Regions from separate parts of the Sus scrofa genome. Here region 2 is linked to region 1. A link is a contact called in public HiChIP or PLAC-seq data. All regions are on one chromosome and are shown on one strand. The core of a region is the stretch at or near the end of the contact, and the rest is flanking DNA. Distances in the headings are between cores, read along the strand shown. Region 1 has its middle 92 kb from the start of PERP. Region 2 has its middle 140 kb from the start of OLIG3.

What was found. HiChIP or PLAC-seq counts read pairs in DNA pulled down with a chosen protein or histone mark.
Region 2: an H3K27ac HiChIP or PLAC-seq map of alveolar macrophages shows a contact between it and region 1. The contact joins two enhancer-like sites. A contact is called at or near these places in 5 of 5 promoter capture datasets (fetal liver, fetal skeletal muscle, liver and 1 more), 32 of 47 Hi-C or Micro-C datasets (adipocytes, adipose tissue, alveolar macrophages and 16 more) and 2 of 2 datasets of contacts at active chromatin or transcription factors (alveolar macrophages and skeletal muscle).

Annotation. Positions count from the first base shown.
Region 1 is chr1:26,389,929-26,396,665 of Sscrofa11.1, forward strand. No RefSeq gene overlaps it. Among named protein-coding and RNA genes, the nearest start is that of PERP, 92 kb to the left of the region's middle. Within about 2 kb of position 3,278, at least 7 of the 83 cell types and tissues checked have an H3K27ac peak or open chromatin away from gene starts, as enhancers often do. A contact at or near this core is called in alveolar macrophages and retroperitoneal adipose tissue, where this site is marked.
Region 2 is chr1:26,654,818-26,661,554 of Sscrofa11.1, forward strand. No RefSeq gene overlaps it. Among named protein-coding and RNA genes, the nearest start is that of OLIG3, 140 kb to the right of the region's middle. Within about 2 kb of position 2,459, at least 7 of the 83 cell types and tissues checked have an H3K27ac peak or open chromatin away from gene starts, as enhancers often do. A contact at or near this core is called in alveolar macrophages and retroperitoneal adipose tissue, where this site is marked.

The DNA.
Region 1 (6,737 bases), core at 2,028-4,527:
AGTGGACAAGAAGAAGAAGAAGAAGAAGCCAATGAGTTCAGAGGAAAACCAAGAGGAAGTCATGCCCTACAAGCCAAGTGAAGGTAGTGTGTCAGAAAGGCAGAGAGAAACAGTGGATACTACTGATAGATCAGACGCAAAGCCTGTGGAGTGACCGTGGAGCTGAACCACGTGCAGCTTGCTGACCTTGACCAGAACTGTTGCTGCAGAATGATCAGGCAGGAACCTGGTTGGAGTGGGTTCAAGAGAGGATGGGAAGACAAGAAGTAGAGATCGCAAAGTGCTAAAAAAAACTCTTTAAGGCATTTTGCTACAGAAAAAAAGGTGGACAAATGGGATAAGAGCTAGAGGGGGGTGTGAGTTTCAAAAGATGCGTGAGTGTAACATGGGCTACTACAGCAGGTTTGTTTGTTGGTGGGACACATCCTTTCATGGAGGGAAAGTAATAGTTCCTGAGGCCAAGGGGATAAGGTTGTCCTTGAGTGGGTGACGTGGGATAAGGTTGTCCTTGAGTGGGTGACGTGGGATAAGGTTGTCCTTGAGTGGGTGACGTGGGATAAGGTTGTCCTTGAGTGGGTGACGTGGGATAAGGTTGTCCTTGAGTGGGTGAAGTGTCCAAGCTGGTCTTGATTAGACCATGGCTCTTCCTCAACAGTTACAGAAGGGATGGCAGATCGTTTGGGCACAGAGGCAGGTGGGGTGGATGGGTGAATGTGGAGGTGGCAGGGTGCAGAATTTCTCTTCTTGCGGCTTCAGCTTTCATTATGACCTTGGAATCAAGTGTTCAGCTGAGAGTCAGGAAGAGGGAGAATGTGATGGAGGGCTGAAGAGAGGAGGAGGTGCATGACAGTCACCTAGGAAATCACGGGAGTGAGAGTGACTGGGGAAATGCAGCAGAACCACTTGGGCTAGGATGGACCTAGAAGAATGGTAGACATTTGCTGCCAGAAATTTAAGATAAGACCAGCCACCGTGGTGGGGTGGTTTTTCCAGCCTTGTGCAGCTGGAGGGTTGCAGGCACAGAATGACAGAGGGCTGAGTTTAATCAGGATGGGGTCTTGCCAGGTATGTGTAAGGAAGCGTGAAGATGGCGTGGACATTGAAGGTAGATGAAGGGGGGTTAACTACAGAGGGGAGGCAGGGTGTTGTGGGACCAAGTTCTCATTCATTCCTGCAGGTTGGGACTTGGAGCACCTCCAACGTTTTTTTCCCCCTCAAATGTAGTGTCTTGTGCAATAAACACACACAGAGTACAAGATTAATCTGCGGAATAAAGTCTAGCGCTTTTGTTGACTGTGGCTCACCTTTGAACCGGTTGCCCAAGTTGGGAATCACAAATCCTTGATTTTGGAGCCTGAGAACCAGGGACAGGTTGCCGCAACGTTATCAGATGTCACAGACCCTGTGTGTGACCTTGAAATGAACACGCTCTCAATGAGCCCGATCCTCACCCTTTGCAATCAGCCCACGTGGCTCACAGAGCCAACCCGGCAGCCACCAGCCCTCCCTTTATGGGAAATGGGTTTCAACAGGTTGATCAGTTGTTCCCACCCAGGTGTGAAGCCCAGTTCCTCCCTCTCCAGCCCTGCACCTGTCAGAGGACTTTGTACAGTTCTCTGCTTCTTACTCAGCTTATGGCCTCTTGTCAAGCACACGCCTCTGGGGGCCTCACTCTTCCTTTCTTGTGGCCTCCAGTGACTCAGCCGGCTTTCCCAAGGCTTCCTGTCCCCAGAGAGCCAGGCCCCTCTCCTCTCCTGGTCCTCTCTAAAGATAAGTCCTAGGGCCCTTTTGCTTTTAAAAGATGAATTGCCCATCACGAATATATAAGACAAATAGCAAACAGATCACAGATAGCTAAAACTGGTGCAATACAGAGTTTCTAGATTCCCAGCAAGGTTGGTTACAATACGGTTCAATGTATGGCTGGGGCTCTGGCTTGGGCTGGTGACTTTGACCATCCACTCTGCCCTCCTGTGTGTCACTCCTTTACACAACTGCCACAGTCACAACACCTCTGATCCTTCTGCTCACCAAATATGTGTGGGGTTTCCCCCACTGAGCACTTTCTGTGACACCAGTTGGGTGTCCTACGATTGAACTTGATTCTGATATGACCTACCTGGGGCAAGCTTCAGATCCCACAGGTTAAGGGCTCAGTCCCCAGGGACTTCTCCCCTCCCACTTCCGATGCCAACTGCAAGTGGATGGTCCCCCAGGTTACCTACAGCTTCTGTCGGAGCTGGCTTCCTACATGGTCTTCTTCCCCACAGATTCAATTACTGGCTAGAACAGCTCATAGAACTCAGGGAAACACTCACTTACGTTGGCTAGTCTATTAAAGGATCAAATGAACAGCCAGACAAAGAGGTACACAGGGTGAGTTCTGGAAGGGTCCTGGATGCAGGTGCTTCTGTCTCCGTGGAGTTGGGATGCATCACCAGCCTGGTACAGGGATGTGTTCACCAACCTGGAGCATCTCTGAACCCTTTCTGGGGGACATTTATAGAGGCCTCCTCATATAGACACAATGGATCATGAACTCCATTTCCAGCCCCTCTCCTCTCTCCAGGGAGGTAGTGGTGGGGGAGCTAAAACTTCCAAGCCTCTAATCATGGCTTGGTTTTTCTGCTGACCAGGTCCCACCCAGAGTCACCCCATTAGAACAAAAGATGCTTCTGGTCCTCTCATCACGTAGGAGGTTACAAGGGTTTCCGGGGCTCCGTGTCAGGAACCAGGATGAAGACCAAACATGTATTTCTTTTTTTTTTTTTTTTTTTTTTTTTTTTGTCTTTTTGCTATTTCTTTGGGCCGCTCCCGCGGCATATGGAGGTTCCCCGGCTAGGGGTCTAATCGGAGCTGTAGCCACCGGCCTCCGCCAAAGCCACAGCAATGCGGGATCCGAGCCGCATCTGCAACCTACACCACAGCTCACAGCAACGCTGGATCATTAACCCACTGAGCAAGGGCAGGGACCGAACCCACAACCTCATGGTTCCTAGTCGGATTCGTTAACCACTGCGCCACGACGGGAACTCCAAAACATGTATTTCTTATTACAAATCACACTGACACAGCTGGGGATTGGACACGGCTGCCTTTCGCTAATTCCCGAGGCTGAATTCACTGTTCACCACGGGAAGGTCTCCTGCTCCCCCAGGGCCTCCTAAGAGTCCCTGGCTGCAGCTCTGAGCGCCGGCGCCCCCTCCCTAGAGAGGAAGACGGACGTGGCCAAGGACCTCGGTCATCAGTGTTCATTTCCCCACAACCCCCGGGTGTTTCACGCCTCTGAACCTACATTTCCTCATTTCGAATCAGGGAGAGTAACAGATGTTTTATAGGCTGGGCAGAAAAGCGGGAGACGCAAAGCTGAGTTTTCTTTCCCTTTCCTTTCTTCGGAGCACACCCGGATCAGGCTGAACGGTCTTCCCCAAACCACATAGAGTCGAACGTGCAAAGCTTCTGAACAAAGAGAACCACGGAACTGAGGGTAAACTCCCCAGGCACAGCAGAAGGCAGGTGCTTTCACTCACGGAGGCTGCGGGAACCGGTCTCACACTTGCCCCCCAAACCCTTATCACGTTCGATGTTTGTGCCAAAGGAAGGTCCCGTCTGCCTCTCCATCTCTCCTCCCAGGGAGCTCCCAGAATCGTTTGTGGGGATAATGGGCTTCTGATTCCAGGGCTGCCATAGACAAGCTTGAGGATCACCAGGCTCACCGGGCTGGCTTCTTGTCTGAAAACTGTGACAAGGGTCCTATCATTGTCTCCATCACCCTAAAACCTATCTTATTGCCCTGTTGCTGAAAACCATGTTCCAAGGCAGGTTAAATAAATATTTCTGAGCATTTACCTTGCAGCAAAAGAAATGCCCTGAGCCACTACCCTCTTGTAACAGGAAAGAGAGGTGAAAAAAATGAATTATCGGCATGAGGATTGTTACAGAGAAATACTGGCGCTTGCACGGGGGCACCCGCCTGGTGAGAGGATGCCCAGTGCTCAAGTTGGAAGAAGGCAAATGCAGATGGGACATGGGGGGGCGAGGGAAGTGGGCCAGGAATCAGACAGGTTAGGGGTTTCAGACTTTAATCTGAGGTGGGGGAGGGGCTCAAAGGACATTAGGATAGTTACAGGATCAGATGAGAATTTTGGGGGGAGTTCCTATTGTGGCTCAGCAGTAATGAACCTGATTAGTATCCATGAGGATGCAGGTGTGATCCCTGGCCTTGCTCAGTGGGTTAAGGATCTGGCGTTGCTGTGAGCTATGGTATAGGCTCTGATTCAACCCCTAACCTGGAAACTGCCATATGCCATGGTTGCAGCCCTGAAAAGAAAAGAAAAAAAAAAAAGCCTTTTAAAGAGATGCAATATGGCTGTAGCATGGAGATTGCATGTGTGTGTGTGTGAGTGTGTGAGAGTGATGGATGTGGGAAGGCTGGGACAGGGGCAACAGAGGGATGACTTTCATTTTGGATCTGCTGAGTTTGAGGTTCCAGCATCATTTAAGGGATCCAGATCCTTCAGAGCTTTTGTTAAATATCAGCTTGATATTTTGTGTAACTCCTCTGCTCTAACAAGGCAGTGGACACACCCATGTGTTGTTTTGTTGAACAAATACAATTTTGACCTTTGCAAATATCTCGCTAACTTTTTTTGTGTTGTGTTCCGTCTGTCCCAAAGTATTTGTTTTTGTTTTTTGTCTTTTTGCTATTTCTTGGGCTGCTCCCGAGGCACATGGAGGTTCCCGGGCTAGGGGTCCAATCGGAGCTGTAGCCACCGGCCTCCGCCAGAGCCACAGCAATGCTGGATCCAAGCCGCATCTGCAACCTACACCACAGCTCACGGCAACGCCGGATCGTTAACCCACTGAGCAAGGGCAGGGACCGAACCCACAACCTCATGGTTCCTAGTCGGATTCGTTAACCACTGCGCCACGACGGGAACTCCTGTCCCAAAGTATTTGACTGTTGGTTACTTACCTAGGTTAACGTCAGGATCACGATTTAAGGCAATTCCCCACGTTAATCCAGGAGTTCTTGAATCTGCATGGTTGACTTGATAAAAAATAATTCTGAACACTTACAAACTGAGAAGTTCCTTCTAAAGAGCTAACATGGGAGTTCCCGTTGTGGCTCAGTGGGTTAAGAACCTTACTATTACTCACAGGATGTGGGTTCCATTCCTGGTCTTGCTCAGTGGGCTAAGGATCTCGTGTTGCCATAAGCTGCAGCATAGTTCGCAGATGCAGCTTGGATCCAGAGTGGCTGTGTCTGTGGGGTAGGCTGGCAGCTGCAGCTCCAGTTTCAGCTCTAGCCTGGGAACTTCCATATGCCACAGGTGTGGCCCTAAAAAATAAAAAAATAAAGAGCTAACATATGCCATAGGTGTATTTGAAGGTGTTTTTCTATGCTCAAGGGTTTTCATGACTCAGATTGGTAACAATAAATTTGCCTCCTTTCCTGGGAGAAATCACAGGCTTTGGAAGGAGGGTGAATTGTAGGGATTGAGGGGGCCTTAGCTTTGGGTCCTGGCTCTTAAAGTCAAGAGATCTCCTCAATTCTTAGTTAACTAGGGCTGCAAGTGCCCAGCAGGACATTTTCAGGTACTTCAATAATTCTGCCATTTCAGTCCCATTAAGTCCATTTATTGGACTGGTGGAATACCTGAATTTGCCACAAGATGGCAGCACAAAGTTATTTTTAAAAAAGTATCAGTCTAGCGCTCACATAGAGAACTAGAAAGGAAACACAGCTAAGAATTTTTCTTCTTGTTCCTAGAGTTGGAAAGAAAGCAAGAAATAAAATATGGAAGGAAGTAACAAAGGAAAAAAGAAAGTTGGATGGAGGAGGGAGAGGTGGCAATGAAAAAAGAAAGTAAGAGAACAAAGCAAAAACATTTTGCAAATATTCAGCTAGATTATATTTAACTTAAAAAAAGAACCAAGCCACCAATGCAGGAAATTTCCGAGAGAGGAAACCGGTGTTATAACCACATTTATTCACAGCCTCGATGTGTCAGTATAAGATAGACATTTGACCTTCTTATAAAAGCAGTTGTTTCTTTGGGAAACTCTGAGAATGAATTAACATTTACAAGGGTTCTGGTCCCATTAAGTCAGTCTCACATTACTACAATTATCAGCTTGGATTCAAGAACTTAATGTATCTAGTACCCTTCATAGAGGGCTTTCACGTTGGTTTCCATGTTAAATTGTGTGGGGGATCTAGGAGACATTATTCAGGAAGAGAATAATCAGACACCCATGGCAATAATGCCTTGGTGCGTTGGGGATGAAAATGGTGCTACCAGCTCAGGGCTCCTAGAAGCACCTGAGCTGAGAAGAATTCTTTCATTGCTGGCCCATCGATTCTCCACTGACCACGCATCATGTATTTGACCAACAGTTGATCTCTTCTGGCTCTGTGCTCTCCCCTCTGTCTCATGAATCTAGCATAGCAGAGAGTTCAGGAAAGGGAGTGATCCTAAGAATGGTGATTGCTTCCTCTTTAGAGTGAGGTTTTTCCAACTTGACACTAATGACATTTGGGGACAGATAACTCTTTATTGAGGAGGGGGAAGGGCTGTCCTTCCCATGGCAGGATCCTGAGCAGCATCTTTGGTGTGTACCAGTAGATACACCTGTAACACCCTCTCAAGTTATGACATCCAAACACAGCTCCAGACATTGCCAAGGATCCCCTGGGGAGCAAATTTGTCTCCACCTCCCCATTTGAGAAGCAC
Region 2 (6,737 bases), core at 1,209-3,708, 260 kb after region 1:
TGGTTTTATTTCAATAGGCTGCCCCTTAAGACTGAAGAAATCCCCCAGTGATGGAAATCTAGGCTCCCTTCTTTCATTTCCTGCTTACTTCCCTGTCACCTGGGAGATGCACACATGGTCCAGAGGCTGATAAGTATATTTTTGCCCAACAGGGAGGTTCCAGGCATCTCAGAAAAGGTAGCCTGTGCAGTTCAGACCTTGAAGAAGACACAGCAGCAGGGGGAAAGTGACCCAGAAGTGGGTAAAGAGAAAGTGAAAAATGTAGTGATGGATATTTAATGTAAGTGGTCATTCCCATTCAAACCCAAAAGGGCAGGTATTTTTAACTGGAGGAAGTAAGGAAAGTCAGAGAAGCATTTGAGGAAGCACAAGATTTCAGCTTAGCCCTGAATCTGGAAAGGCAGGAAGATTAGTGATGACGAGGAGCCCGATTCAAAATGGCCCAACTCAAATCTGTTCCTCAACATCCTGGGCATTGCTGAAGGAACTCAGTTGTGGCTTTTCCATTAAAGTTTTGCACCCAGATTCCTCAGAATTGAGTTATCTAGAATGAGAAAAAACATCCCTATGACGTAAAAGATGACTGTTTTGGAAGAGAAGGCTAAACGTTTACAAGAAGAACGAAGCGCAAAGGATCGAAAATGTTCTCAGAGTTTTCCAAATATTTTTTAGAATTAACACCTGGACCGGATGGAGGAAATGATCCGGGTGGCAAAAGCCACAGCAGAGAAGCAAGATGCGGCAGTGATGGGGCTTTCTACCGGGGTTCATCCACACCAAAGGCAGAAGCTGGGTAAGTTCTTATTTACCTAGCTGGATACTGAGTCTCCCTAAAAAAACAAAGACTATGAGAGGAACTTCTACTCTGAATGAATTATGAAAAACAAGTGAGAACAGGTTGGTGTACTGAAAGAGGGAGAGAGAAAGGCAAAGAGGAAAAGAACCAACATTGCCTGAAGACCCACTATGTGTCAGCTGTCACTGAATACAGACATCATCTCATTTGTTCATCTCATGACTCTGTGAGATGAGAGATTACCTCTGTGAGGTAATGCATAATTATCTCCGCTTAGCCTCAGAGAGATGAAGGGAACTGCCACCTAAGGTTACCTGGCTAGTTTGAGCAGGTGCAGACTTTGAACAAAGTCCTGACTCAGAAATCAGACCTTTTCCACTACCACGTTGCTTCCTTGAGAACCTTCGGAAAAAATATGCACGTTCCCTGAAGAGTGTCAGACATTTAAACAAGCTGGGTAAGAGAAGACATTTCAGAAAGAATTCCATTAAAGGTTAGGTGGGAATCGGTGACTTCAACTATAAAATAGAGATGACTTAAAAGGTTTGGGGGACTATTGATCTCTGGAACTAATCCACCCTGAGTAAACCTGGCGAGGTGAGCTAAGATGCTAACATGACTCTCGAGGAACTCAGCCCAGATTTTAGAAGGACGTACAGAAAAGGTGGACAAACTCATAATTAAGAAGAAATGGGAAGTTCCCATTGTGGCTCAGCAGAAATGAATCTGACATCTATGAGGACGCCGGTTCAATCCCTGGCCCCCCTCAGTGGGTTAATCGGGAGTGTTGCCGTGAGCTGTGGTGTAGGTCTCAGATGTGGCTTGAATCCCTCATTGCTGTGGTTGTGGTGTAGGCCGGCAGCTACAGCTCTGATTCGACCCCTAGCCTGGGAACCTCCATATACCTCTGGTGCAGCCCTAAAAATTAAAAAATAAAAAATAAAAAGAAAGAAATGGGGAGTTACCATTGTGGCGCAGCAGAAATGAACCTGACTAGTATCCATGAGGTTGAGGGTTTGATCCCTGGCCTTGCTCAGTGGATTAAGGATCTGGTGTTGCCATGAGCTGCAATGTCAGTCAGATTCCGAGTTGCTGTGGCTGTGGCTATGGTGTAGGCCAGCAGCTACAGCTCCAATTCAACCCCTAGCCTGGGAATTTCCATATGCTGTGGGTGTGGCCCTAAAATAAGCAAAAAACAAAAAAGAAGAAGAAATGTGCGTGTGCAATTACATCCAGCCTGTGGATGCGAATATTTAGTAGGAAGTAAGGCTTGTGAAAAGTGCTGAAGTGCACAATGGGGTGATCTGGGGTGTACTCAAAGCAGGAAGCAGAACAAGGAAGGCAAAGACTTACTCCAGAGCCAGATGGTTTAATGTCAAAAGAAAGCAGGGAGAAAAACACACTGTTCTACCCCTACTTGTCTTCCACTGTCTTTATCAATGAGAATAATCCCACAAGTTTGGATCAAACTCTGGTAAAAGGCTCTTGGAACTCAATGCCTTAAGTCAGTTTGTCTCCTGACCTACATAGTGAACTGCCTGAAGGAAGTTGCCAGAAAAGTCAAACTGCTGCATTAATCTGTGACTGTGAAGGATGGTATGATTTCCAAAAAGGTGGAGTTTGGCATATGCCATTTTGATGGATTATTTATTTAATTTTATTTTTACAGCCACACCTGTGGCAAATGGAAGTTCCCCAGGCTAGGGGTCAAATCAGAGCTATAGCTGCAGGCCTACACCATAGCCATGGTAACACAGGATTCTTGACCCATTGAGTGAGGCTAGGAATCAAACCTGTACCTCATAGAGATTATGTCAGGTCCTTAACCGGCTGAGCCACAATGGGAATTCCCATACTATCTTGATTTGTAAAGGGGAGGAAGGTGAATTTTCTGGACTGCAATCTGGTGACTTTGTTCAGGAGAAATTAGGAATCAGCATAGAAGCACTACTAACAAGCTGTACTGCACTCAGCTCATTTATCCATAGAGTTCTTAACTGGATAGACCAACGGAAGTCTGTTGACAGAGAATAGAAATGATCTTTAATATCCTTGGAGATGAGAAGGAAAATTGGGGGCTGGAGTTTAAGCAGTGGAGTGCATTGTAACTAGTAAGGGGCCATATCCAAGGAAAATGCTGTTTGTGAAAAACTTGTCATCCTGGCCAGAGAGCTCTAGGAGTTTTCATCCCCAGCCCTCCCCTCTTTAACAGTTCTGTTTCAATGAATATGGGCTGAGCTGGCTTTAAATTAAAGTTTCAGATGATTTAAAATGGAGAAGAGTGACTGAAACACCAGATGTCAGATTTAAAGTTCAAAAAGAACTTGATGGATTAGAGCAATGGCCTGACTCCAACAAGGAAACATGCAATATGGTTACTATAAAGTTTTCTCCCTCGATTCCAAGGTGAGCTTCACAGCTCTACATGTTTGAACAGTGGCACACGCAAAGAATAACTTCGGGGATTTTGTTGACTCAAAATAAGTGAAGAATATAAAGAGCTGCCACAACCTTGATTGTCACCTATAGCTGTGTTAGTGAAATACAGTAGCTGGAATAACAGAACTCATAGCCTCTCTGTTCTGTTCAGGTTAGGCTGCCCCTCATAAAGCATGTGCAGTTCTGGGTGCAAGCTCCAAATAGGGCAGTGCCAGCAGGAAGCATGGCCAGAAAAGAGGAACGAAGACAAGAAATGAAAAACAGTTAAAGGAACTGAAAAGGTTTAGCCTGGAGAAGATGATGAGGAATGGGTTTCTTTTATACAGTCCTAGACTGTCAAGGGGCTAATTGTCAGGAGACGCATTCTAATAATTACAGATGCTCAGCCCTCAAATAGGCTGCCTCCCAGAGCCAAGTGTTCTGTCTCATACTTAAACTCTTCGAATACAGTTTGGACAATCACCTGTCGAGAAGGAGATGTTGGGCACAAGAGATTTTAGCCTTAAGGTTCATCATCCCCAGTGGCTGGTCATCTAGCTCTTTCTGAGCACTCCTTGGGAGAGCTCACCACCTAATGATATTACCTAAACATTTCAATAAAAGCTTATTAAATATTAAATATCATTCTCACCTTTTAGCTTACTACAGATCTTAGGTAATTGCTGTAATCAGAATTGGGAACTGTCTCTTGGATTGGATCAAAGATGAATTCCTCCCTCTAATCCCTGTTCCACCTGTCCAATTCAGATCACCATCATCTCTTTCCCAGAACACTGCAATCTTGCCTTGATGTATTCTCCTGGACTTGAGTATGATATTTCTTCCAAAGCAGTCATCACTCAGGCTACAATATTCCCTCTTAACATTTTATCAAGTCTGTACCATCCAACACACCTTTAGTGACTGTGTTTCTTCAGTAAATCCATGGCACAAATAGATGGGATAGGAGAGGAGGGAAGTGGTAGGCTGCTCTGTCATCAAAGTCCAAACCAATTCCAAATGTTTTTGCACATCACAGCAGAAATATTTTTGTTCCTTTCTTAGGCTTCCCCCCATCCCAAGAAACTATCCTTTCCTCCAAAACAATCTGAAGCAAATGATCTCCATTTTTATAAGCAAAGATGTAGACTAGATGCACAAATTTAACTCATCCATCTGACCGATCACTTGAGAGTATGTATGAGATGCTACCATCTTGCTCTATGGTGCTCTATCCTGATTTAAGACACAGCCTTTTTAGCAGAGAAGTAGTGTAATCAATTCTCGACTATCTGCAAATAGATGGAGGCAGATGCAAATGTAATTAATTGATGGATACATTACCTGGTGGGTTCCCCATAACAATGACTCAAAATCTGGATAGAAAATAGTTGAAGAAAACAGGGAGAAAGAAGCAGTCTTTAAAAAATATTTGGGAGAAGATTTTGTGTCGAGCTGGGAACCTTAAATTCTTTTTCTTCTGACAATTGTTTCTAAATTGCATCTTTTAAATTATTTATCCTGAACTAACAAGCCTCCATCACCATCACCTCCCAAGACATTATAAGTTGGGATTCTCTCTCTGCAGGTGACTATAAGTATGACCTGTGAATTCTGGAGCTGTAGGATTGCCTCTCCATGGACCAAAGTAGCAGAAGAGAGTGTAAAACAGGTGACTTGAGAAACAGAGAAAGATATGGAAAGGGGAGACTTGGGACTTTCCAAAACCTTGTCACGGCATCTTCCAGAGAGGCCTGGCTGCCTTTCTCCTCTTGTAGTTCTTAAGACACACATCTCTTCTTATAATAAATCCACACTTGCTGACAACAGCATGAGAAAGTAAAAGAGAAACCAGAATGAGACCTGATCCTTATCTGAACATCATTCAAGCTTTTGCGTCTATGAAAAATTCCGTGATCACATCAGTCCAACAAATGGTATCTTCTAAATTCCTATAAATGTTTAGTATCTCTTCATCACGGAGTCTTATCATAGACTACTTGCCTTGTAAGTTATATGTATATAAACCTGACTAGATTACAAGTTATTTGAGAGCAGAAAGTAATGTCTTACTCCTTTGTTATTCCCCACTGCACCAACAAAAGCATATGGTAGACAGACCCTAAATAAATATTTGCTGATTTGATGAGACTGACCTGTGCTCATTTAGTTGTGTAGTAATTGAAGTTTCCTTGACTGATGAAAAAACAGTGGAGACTCATTAGTGTAGAAAATGAAAAATGGGGTGCTTAATAAAATAGCTCTAGGGGGAATCCTAGATTATGTACCAGTGTAGAAAAAGTTTTTAAAAAAAACTCCCCAAATGAGTGCGCAAGCCTGGATTGGGCACACCAAGAAATTAGAATGTTTGACCATTTTACCAAATGCAATTTGTTGGTGCCTCATTGGTGCGTACTATGTAATTTGCCTATTCAATTGCCTAATTTTCATGTGTTGACAAGTATCTGTACTAAGCCTTTCCCCATTTACATCACCCAGAAAAAGAGAGAACTTACTGTACTTGTACAGGTTTGAGGAGGTCTGACTTGTCAGGCATTCTTGTAAAAAAGACTTTGGATTTTAATTGACCTCAAGAGTAATATGAGTCAGGGGTTTGCTTTAATTTCCTAAAAAGGCTAATTCAATCTTAGACTAAACTAAGCGAAGAATCCATTAACTAGAGCCTTGTGTTTTGGTTATTATCTAGAAGACCAATCTCTTGTGTGGTGTTGGACTTTGCTATCTGTAATCAGCCAGGGTCTCCGCTGACTCCATTAAAGACCCTTTAAACAGCCCCATCCATGGTGCACAGCTAAGTTGGTAGTAATTCTTTAGTATTTTAAGCTTTTGCCCACTATTGGCTTCCCTGGCACTTCCACCTTTCCACCTACTGAGCCACATCAACCAAACCCCACTCTCCTTCATCCCAGTGGAAGGCAGCTAGCACTACCACCCTGGTTTGGATTCACCATCTCCCCAGTTCTCTCTCTTTTTAAAGAATTTATTATTTAGAGCAGTTTTAGGTTTACAGCAAAATTGAGAGGAAGCTGCAGAGGTTTCCCATATACCGCTTCCCTCCCCCCATGCATATCCTCCCCTGCTAGCCACATCCCCCACCAGGGTGGTACGTTTGTCACAACTGATGAACCTACACGGACACATTGTCATCATCCCAGGTCCATAGTTTACTTGGTGGGTTTGGACAGATGTATCCAGCAGATAATGGATATCCTAATATCATACCAATTTTTTTTCCCTAGTCTAAAAATTCCACATGTTCTATCTATTCATCTCTTCCACAAACCCCCATCCCCAAACCCTGGCAACCGTTGATTCTTTTACTGTCTCCATAATTTTCCCTTTTCTGGAATATCATAGAGTTGGGAATCATGCAGTATGTAGCCTTTATAGATTGGCTCTTTTCACTTAGTAATATGCATGTCCCCATGTCTTTTCAGGGCTTGATAGCTCATTTCTTTTCAGCACTGAATAATACTCCTTTGTCTGGACAAGCCTTGGTTTA